Regions from separate parts of the Mus musculus genome. Here region 2 is linked to region 1. A link is a contact called in public Hi-C data. All regions are on one chromosome and are shown on one strand. The core of a region is the stretch at or near the end of the contact, and the rest is flanking DNA. Distances in the headings are between cores, read along the strand shown.

The links. Hi-C and Micro-C count contacts between places; a contact is called where the count stands out from the background.
Region 2: a contact with region 1 is called in a Hi-C map of the Ba/F3 cell line, with 10 times the contacts expected there. The contact joins two enhancer-like sites. A contact is called at or near these places in 9 of 39 promoter capture datasets (embryonic stem cells, epiblast stem cells, frontonasal cranial neural crest and 5 more), 40 of 484 Hi-C or Micro-C datasets (3T3-L1-derived adipocytes, the 63-12 cell line, B cells and 25 more), 4 of 115 datasets of contacts at active chromatin or transcription factors (the 230-238 cell line, the HPC-7 cell line, microglia and 1 more) and 1 of 9 other capture datasets (embryonic tail).

Annotation. Positions count from the first base shown.
Region 1 is chr8:82,844,674-82,849,052 of GRCm38.p6, forward strand. No RefSeq gene overlaps it. Among named protein-coding and RNA genes, the nearest start is that of Gm31545, 9.3 kb to the left of the region's middle. Within about 2 kb of position 1,953, at least 31 of the 459 cell types and tissues checked have an H3K27ac peak or open chromatin away from gene starts, as enhancers often do. A contact at or near this core is called in the Ba/F3 cell line, the HPC-7 cell line and bone marrow-derived macrophages, where this site is marked.
Region 2 is chr8:83,087,506-83,091,884 of GRCm38.p6, forward strand. It overlaps Rnf150 (ring finger protein 150), which reads left to right. Exons shown (of 7, transcript NM_177378.4): 7 at 1-3,766. Among named protein-coding and RNA genes, the nearest start is that of Tbc1d9, 76 kb to the right of the region's middle. Within about 2 kb of position 2,341, at least 24 of the 459 cell types and tissues checked have an H3K27ac peak or open chromatin away from gene starts, as enhancers often do. A contact at or near this core is called in the Ba/F3 cell line, the HPC-7 cell line and bone marrow-derived macrophages, where this site is marked.

The sequences.
Region 1 (4,379 bases), core at 703-3,202:
TTTTATTTTTGAGAATTTTGTACATGATACAATAAAACATTCTATCTACCCACTCCATTATCTCCATACTTCCAAACATACCTGTTTTCAACTTCATGTCTTTTTTGTTTGGTTATAACCAAAGAGTTCAGTTAATGCTACTTATTCACACATAGGCATGGAGCCATCCACTGGAGCATAGGGATTCTACCAGGGGTCACATACTCAATAAAGAATGATCCTCCCTTCTCCAGCCATTGTCATAGCTCCATAGCAAGTGGTGCCATTGACTAATCTGAATTCTATGCTGTAACTCTCCTCTGGTTGCTTTTGCCTTCAGTAGGTCTTGCACTGGTAACAACAGCTGCTGGGATTTCATGACTACGACAGCCACATCCTGTCCAGAAGGCAGCATCTCTCAGCACTCTCCCATCCTCTGGCTCTTCCATCCTCTCCTCCTCTTCTGCAATGTTCCCTGAGCCTTGGTGATGGTGCTCATGGCAGGGACAGGCAATGCAGATGCCCCAGTTAGAGCTGAGCACTCAGCCTCTTGTTCTTGGCATTTCAGTCAGTTCTGCATCTCTCCAGTGATTGGTTTCACAGATCAAGGTTGAGAGCATCCCAGGTCTGTTGGTATCAGGATGTGGGCAGACAAGAGAAGGACCTAAGCATTGACTCCTCAACAGTAGCATTGTGGACTCAGCCAACCTTAGGACTGCCTACCCTGCACTTCTTCCTGTCTGAGAGGCTAAGTCCATTGCTTTTGAATATAGTCTTACCCAGAATCTTGCCAGTTGCTGCTGTATCTTTACCATCAACACAAGGTGCTGCCACAGTCTGAGACTTCCATGCTTGGGAATGCTTGGACTTTTGAGTTGAGTCTTTCTTCTTGTTTAGCTTCTTTGGGTCTGTGGAATGTACATGGTACCTGTATTTTATGGCTAATAACCACTTCTAAGCGAGTACATACCATACAGGTCTTTTTGGGACTGGGTTACCTCACTTAGGATGATATTCTCAAGTTCAATCCCTTTTTCTGAAAAATTCACAATGTTTTGGTTTTTAATAGCTGAATTGTATTTCATTGTGTAAATGTACCACATTTACTTTATCCATTCTCCAGTGGAGGGACATCTAGGTTGTTTTCAATTTCTGACTATTATGAATAAAGCTGCTGTGAACATAGTTGAATAAGTATCTTTGTGGGATGTTGAGTCACCTTTTGGCTTATATGTCCAGGAGTGGTATAGCTGGGTCTTGAGGTAGAACTATTCCCAGTTTTCTGAGAAAATGCCAAATTGATTTCTAAAGTGTTAGTACAAGTTTTGTCAGCCACTAGCAATGGTGGAGTGTTCCCCTTGCTCCACATCCTTGCCAACATGTGCTGTCACTTACATGAGTTTTTTGGTTTTTTTTGTTTTTTTTTTATCTTAGCCACTCTGATGGGTGTAAGATGGAATCTTAAGGTTGTTTTGATTTACATTTTCCCAATCTTTCTTTTAGTTGTCTACAGAAAAATTTAAATATAATGCACGCTGTTCTAGACTAGCAGGAACTTAGAGAGCAGATAGATCTTACAAAAGGGAAGTCTTTGGTTAAATGTCTGAGTCTGGTGAAGGCTGATATGACTCAGCAATTACCTTAGTGGCAGGCCCACACTCTCAGCCTGCCCTTAATCTTTACTGGCTGAATTAAATGATCATTTGGAGCTTACAGTGTTGACGAATGCTGGCTGCACTCTTTTGATCACCTTTGCTTCTGTCCATGCTTCCACCCTTTATAACTTACTGAAAACTCACCTGGTCATGACAAACTATGTGAAATCCAGCTGTTGGTTTGTGACCCCTTTGAGTTCCAGTCTGTGGCCTGAATTTTAAGCAAACTTGCTCAATTTTTAGACATGGTATAGGAGGGCCTGCTCTGTCTCCAAATACAGACCAGGACAGCAGCTGGGCATTTGTGCTCCCCATCTCTATGTGAACCAAGTTCCCTGACTCTTCTCAGCCACATTAGCCTGAATGCTGTCATTAGTCAGTAAACAATGGGAATTGTTTATCTTAACATCTGTGCTAATACATAATACGATGCTACACAGGCAAGGTACAGAACAGAATGATCTCTGTTTTTATTTCAGACTTCTTGGGAGTTCCTTTTCAGATTTATAAAAGCCACATCTTCTGCCCAGAGTAGGAGTGTCTGGCCACTTATGTGACAATAACGTAAGTTGGAATTTGGCCAAAGAACCAATAGCATTATCAGCCAGACACAGTCTTTCATCTTTTTGTCAGCTGTTAAGCAGAGATGTGAAAGGGTTCACATATGCCTTCCACATTGTTGAAATGACTCACAGGCCCACAGTGTGGGGTAGAGCTAGAACCTTTCAGACTCATAGCAAACAACATGGCAGGTACAATGATGATCTGTCCCGCAAGAGAAATCGAGGCACAGAGAAACTAAAGCCAAGGTCTGATGTTTGTGTCTCCCTAACAACAGACTCTCCTCTTTCCCCCACACATCACACAGTCAGTTTGAACCTGGAGCACACCTTCCCCATTAATCACCACTGCATTAATTAACTGTGCCTGATCATTTACCATGTACAAATTAGGATTAAAAGGCAAATAACACATTGTCTCTATGGCATCTCACAAGTGGAGAAATAGATGCTGAAGAGCCTTCCTTCCCCTGAACTATTCTAGAGCCACCTGCCCCCACTGCCCTCTTCCTCGTTAGCTATTATTGCTTGATTTTAGCCTACAAGGGCTATGTCAAGTACAGCCATCTTGTCTGCCTTAAACAACAGGGCTTTGCTTTCTCACAAGTGCACAATCTAGATGTGTGCTGGCTTCATTCCTTCTGAGGCTGCTCATCTGAGCTTGTGAATCGCAGCTGCTCAGGGTCTTCACATGACTATGTCCAAGCTTCTTTTATAATGGAGATGTTGTTCATACTTAAGGGCATACCTGACGCCCTCATTTTAATTTTAACTACCTCTTAATGATGCAATCTGCTATACTCACATTCTGAGATACCAGTGAGGACTTCAGTATATAATGGTGGGTGGAGGGGTTACAACTCAGCTCATAATACTATAGTAATATCTCTCCACCAATATCTCCATAAAGTGCTAAACTTCTGCAATGACTGCATACCCCCCTTCACCCAACACACACAGACACACAGAAAGACTTTAAAACCTTTCCCAGCCTGAGTCAGGAAAAGAACATAATTGTGCATGGTGTAAACCAGGCATACAACTAAGAGGTAAATGTTTCCTGGGGATAAACAGCCTTTGGGCTCCTCAGAATGGCCCTCTTTAGCTGTTTGCATAGGCTAATGTACATTTGTCTTATCAAAAATGTTATATAGGTTTAAAGCATAAGGGAAATTTACTCACCAAAACACAGAATGAACTGCCCCGGATTTACACCAGCTACAAGTAGTAAGGATATGTCAAACAGCTTCTGGGACAGGATAAGAATAAAGTCCTAAACATGGTGAAAAAGATTAACAGAAGTCTGGGGAGGAGCTCGTTATATAATCCACCGAGTGTCTATTATCCATGGCTGTGAGAGAGAGGACAGTGCCCCTGTAAATTAGTTTCACTTGTTTTCATGCAAAGAAACGATACGATGAAACAAGAAAATGTGTAACAAAGTGAATGGTGCTTTCTTGGCTGTTATGTGTCAAAATAATCAGGTACTCTAGGTTTGCCTTTTCAAGACAGTAAAATCATTTCTCTCAATGCCTTTTCAAGACAGTAGAATCATTTCTCTCAACACTCTGTAACTAAATGCAACTAAGATATTAATGCTTTTGAAAAACAAGACTAGTGTTTCTTTTTTCATTTATTTATTTATTTATTTATTTATTTTGGATACAACTGGACAGTGTATCTACCCTGTGGCTATTAAATACACCCCAGAGCAATAAACGTGAGTCTTTAAATGAGCATCAGTGTGGAACTGCTCCTCCCACTGAAGGATCCTGTGCAGCAGTGTGCTTCCACAATAACATTAACCAGCGCAAACGTGCGTGTAGTTCTAATGGATTCACACTGGACTTGCACATCACTTACCAGACCACAGAAAGGCCATTGTTAAAACTGGATAAATGGAATGTATGCCAACATTTATCACAGGTGTTAAAATCCACAGTTTTTGTATCTCCAGAAGGCAACAGGGAGATGACAGGGACAAAGGAGGAGGGCAGACCTGTAGCTTTCTAAAAATACCCTGTTTTATCAGTTAGACAAGGTTTCCCATTAAAATGAAATGTGAAGCTAGTATATTAAAGATTTTATCTCTATGGAATCTTATTTTTATCGTGGGAGCACATTTGTGTTCCCTGGAGAACTTCAAGTTCTTGTAAATAACAAATGTTGAAAATATAGTATTTCC
Region 2 (4,379 bases), core at 1,091-3,590, 240 kb after region 1:
ACTTCCAGAACCAAAAGAGAACATCAGTCTGCCTAAGATTCTTGGTGTAAGCTTAGTTGGTGCTGAAGTAGATTGCATAAGCATTTAATGGCATTTAGTTGTCCACTGAATGCATATCCTTGGCTGAACACCATGAAAATTACCAAATAAAAACTTTCAAAAATTTTAGGAAAGATCATCATGCAATCTACAAAGAGAAGGTCCAGTCTCTGCAGTGCTGAGGTACTGAGGCCAGGGAGATGATGTCCTGTAGAAGAAAAAAAAAAAAATTAAATGTATGAGTTGCTCTATCTGCATGTACACCTGCAAGCCAGAAGAGGGCATCAGATCCCAGATACAGATGGTTGTGAGTCCCCAGGTAGTTACTAGGAATTGAACTCAGGACCTCTAGAAGAGCAGTCAGTGCTCTTAACCACTGAGCCATTTCACCAGCCCCCATAGCATTCTTAATTTCCCTTCCCTTCCTTGCACACACACACACACACACACACACACACACACACACACACACACACACACTTTCCCTATCTTACACCCCATTTCCTTAAACCCTGTTCCTTGGTCCCCTCCTAATAGGCCACATTCGCACAAGAGCAGGATTTGCGTGACCTGTTTCTGCCATCTTCCCAGGGTCCTTAACATTTAGCAAGCCATGCTTCTTGGAAAGAACGTACGGCAAAGAGGAGCAGAGGCACTGCCCTTCAAAGACTGGGCTGCCTGATTTCCTGAGCAGTATTTCTGTCCATTTTGGGAGAGGACGGAGGAGCAGGGGTGATGGCTGAATTTCACAAGGGAAACGACCAGTACCCTGAAGGACATCCACAGCAGGCAAGATCCCAGATCAAAGCAGGGTGAGCTAAGGAGAAAGTCTATGTGGAAAACTGCCCCTCCCCTGGGCTCGGAACTTACCAATGAGTCCCAGGGAGAGCAGGTGTTGAAGGGAGTCAATAGTCATGAGTTAAAACGTCTTGATTGTGAAGAAGATTGGGATACTTGGCTCCCAACAGCAGGCCTTTCTCAGGAGGGTCAGACAGTGCTAGTTAAAATCTTGTAGATAGGGAACTATTTTATTCCACTGTGAGCTTCGTGGTGGCATGGTGTTATCATCCCATAACTAATGAAGTGAATGTAGATCCCAGATGTGGACTTTAATTAATTTAATCAGTTCCTTGTTCTGTAAGAGCCTGTCTCACTCACTCACTCTCTCCCTGTCCTATGTCCTTCATAATCAAATGGCTTTTTCTTGAACCTCAGTGCCCAGATCCTCTAAACTGGTGGCATTACAGATGCTCACCCTCACTGCAGAGCTGTTTGCTCTTTAGCCACTTGATATGTGTTCATTGATGAGGGGGAAGAGGAAGAAGAGGAAGAGGAGGAGGAGGAAGAAGAGGAAGAGGAGGAGGGGGGAAGGAGGAGGATGTGGGAGTGTGCTTCTTGTAAGACCTCTAAAGAGGCAGACAGGAAAATCTACAGAGAAAGGAGAGACAGTTGAGTGACCCAAAGTCATTGCTGGGTAGAAATTCTCTGGTGTGCGGTTCTTTGGCCAGCAGTGACCTTGGAGAAAATGTGAGGACCGTGTGTGCTAAATAAACCAAAGACTGATCAACATCCAAATGGACACATGTTCTTCTGTGAACTAGCTGAATTGTCTCCTGATGTTCTCACAAACAAAAGTCAAGGTGGATCCCTTGGGCATTTCAATTTTTTCAGGCTGCTGGTTGGCCTCGATAAATCCACAAATCTAAAACAATGGACTGTGGCCTTAGTGACACACATGCCATCTTTAAACTTTCGTGTTTAACCCTCTTTACTTCAAAACTTCAGACAAATCTAGCACTCATATTGAACTCAGAATAGTTTTCTTTGAGAATGTGAAGATTTTAAATAGCCAAAGATTTCTTCATGTAAGAGCTAGCCCATTGTAGTGTATCCTGCTCTTTGAAGTAAATACCAAATTGTCGCCTATTAGGGACAGAGCAGTTGAAGGCCAGTGCATGGGCTTAGCAATCCAAATTTGTGTTGCTGTCTTCCGAACCTGTCTGTAGAATTTTATTGCAAGGGTCAGAGCGCCCTCTGCTGGTCTGATACTTTCAGCAAATTAATTTGCAGTGGGTTTCCAAGTCAACAAATGTGTCTTGCATTTTCATCGGTACCATTCCTTCAATAGTGGAGAATTTGGCCAGCAGTTATCAAATGAAGAGAGAATGTCTTGAACTCTAGAGAGCTGTAGGAGACCTCAAAGCAGGCCTGTTTTAAAACGTTGCTGTGTTCTGTTGCTGTCTGGGATGTGTGTTGTCAGCATTGCTCTGTGTGGCTTTGGCTCAGCTCCGCTTCCTCCCACGAAATCGAGAAGGAAGATCAATAAGAGGACTTCTTCTTCCGTGTGAATGTAAATGGTGTGAAATAAAGCGTTTTGTATGTGTGCAGAATCAGTTTAGTTCCTGCCTTCAGCTTACTAATAGGAAATGATTGTACCATTTTATAATTAGGAAGAAATTTAGAGGTGGAAGAGGGTGGGGAGGGAGTGTTATTTTTATAGTGGGATGTCCGTTATGTTTAGAAAACTTGAGATAAATTTTGTATTTGTGAAGTTACATTCCATCCATTCCAGGGTGGGGGTTCTTTAAAACTCTCCTTAGGTGGAAGGAAGAATTTTCTCATTTGCAGAATATCCGGAATGCATGTGTCGCCTTCCGTGGCATGCACTTCTGTAACCTGCAGACCATAACCAGCAAGTGTCTGTTTAAAAGCAGGAAGTAGAGCAGCATTTTTTTAAAACTCTCTTTGTGTGACACATTATCTGTGATTAAAAAAAAAACTACAAAGATAATGGATCTGTAAGTCTGGAATAATCAGACATGATGTTATAAGTCGGCCTCCAGCATCACCAACCCCATGAGCAAAGAGAAAACCCAGGCCTTTCTTTCTCCACCCTAGTGGGAATTATTAGCTTCTGTTGTCAAAGGGTGATGCCACAGTCAGTATTCCCTTGAGCTTGCCTATGATGTCATTTTGGCTGGTCTGAGGGTGGAGTGAAAGATAGGCCCATCTCACCTGTAATCTGAGATAGGACAGTGAAGGCAACCCTGACCTCACTGCCTGCTGACCCACCAATCACAAGAACTGGCTCTGGCTGGTTTTTGTCTGAGGGAATTTTGGACTTGAAGTTTGGTTCACTTTTCTTGTGCTGAAATATGGTGGTAGTGCGTTCTACAGCCACGCTGTGAAGACATCACTTCCCCTCGGAGTCCCCTGAGTATTTACAAGCCTCAGCAGGGCAGCATAGCTATGTTCTGTTTGCCGTTTGTTGGTTTGCTTCTGTATAGGTCTCTTTCCTTCCTCCCAGCCCCAGATGCCTACCCGACTCTTTTAAAGCACTTTATATCTCTTTAAATACAAAGGAAATTGGAAGGAAAAAAAAAACCCTATGACTTTAAAGGAACCCATCTTCTGTTAGGAAATACAGACTTTATTTTGCTTTGTTGTCTTCTTGGTGTGCTTGGAGAACATCCACAGTTTATGTGGTCCTGGGCGCGTGATGAAATGGTTAAGGATGAGAGCTGGAGACATTCAATCAGACGTGACTATTTTCATTATATTAAAGATTCTAATGTAAATAAATGCAACTGTGTTCTGACCTATGGGTCAAAAGATATAGCAAACTATAAAGATTTCAACACAGGATTGTGACTTTCAGGAAAGTTTTGTTTTGTTTTGTTTTGTTTTTTAATAAAATGGAAACAGATTTTGTGTTGTGCCATCTAGATCCCCTAACTCTGTCACCTCTCCTCGAGTTCCCAAGGTGGCCCTGTGGGTATCAAAACATCAATATTTACTGTTAAATCATATGATGGTAAAAGTCCAAAACAGGATTGCAACTGAGTCATTTCCCTCAATTAGGTCGTGTGGCAGAAGCCAGACCTCCTTAGGGCTCTGAACCTCTAAGTGAATTGATTAAAAAGGTTAACACTGGGCTGCTGAGATGGCCCAGAAATGAAAGGCATTTGCTGTCAGGCCTGGTGACACAAGTTCAAACTGAAGCCGGAAGCCAAGTAGGGAAGGAACCAAATTCAGCAAGTTCTTCTCTTGCCTGCAAACACACCGTGACACACACACAAGCAGGTACCACCTACAAATATACTGTAGTGTAAGAACAGAGAGAGAGAGAGAGAGAGAGAGAGAGATGCACAGGCATATGTATGCACTAAATAAAAGATAAATGAATGCAATAAAAATTTAGAAAATTTAGCATTTTGCACAAGAATGGCAGGCAAGTACGGTGATGATGCTGTTGAAGAGGGTGGGGAGCTGGGCACTGTTCAAAGTTCCATCTCCATCCCCCACAGGTTTGTATTTTTAATCATGGCTGCACTTTGGGT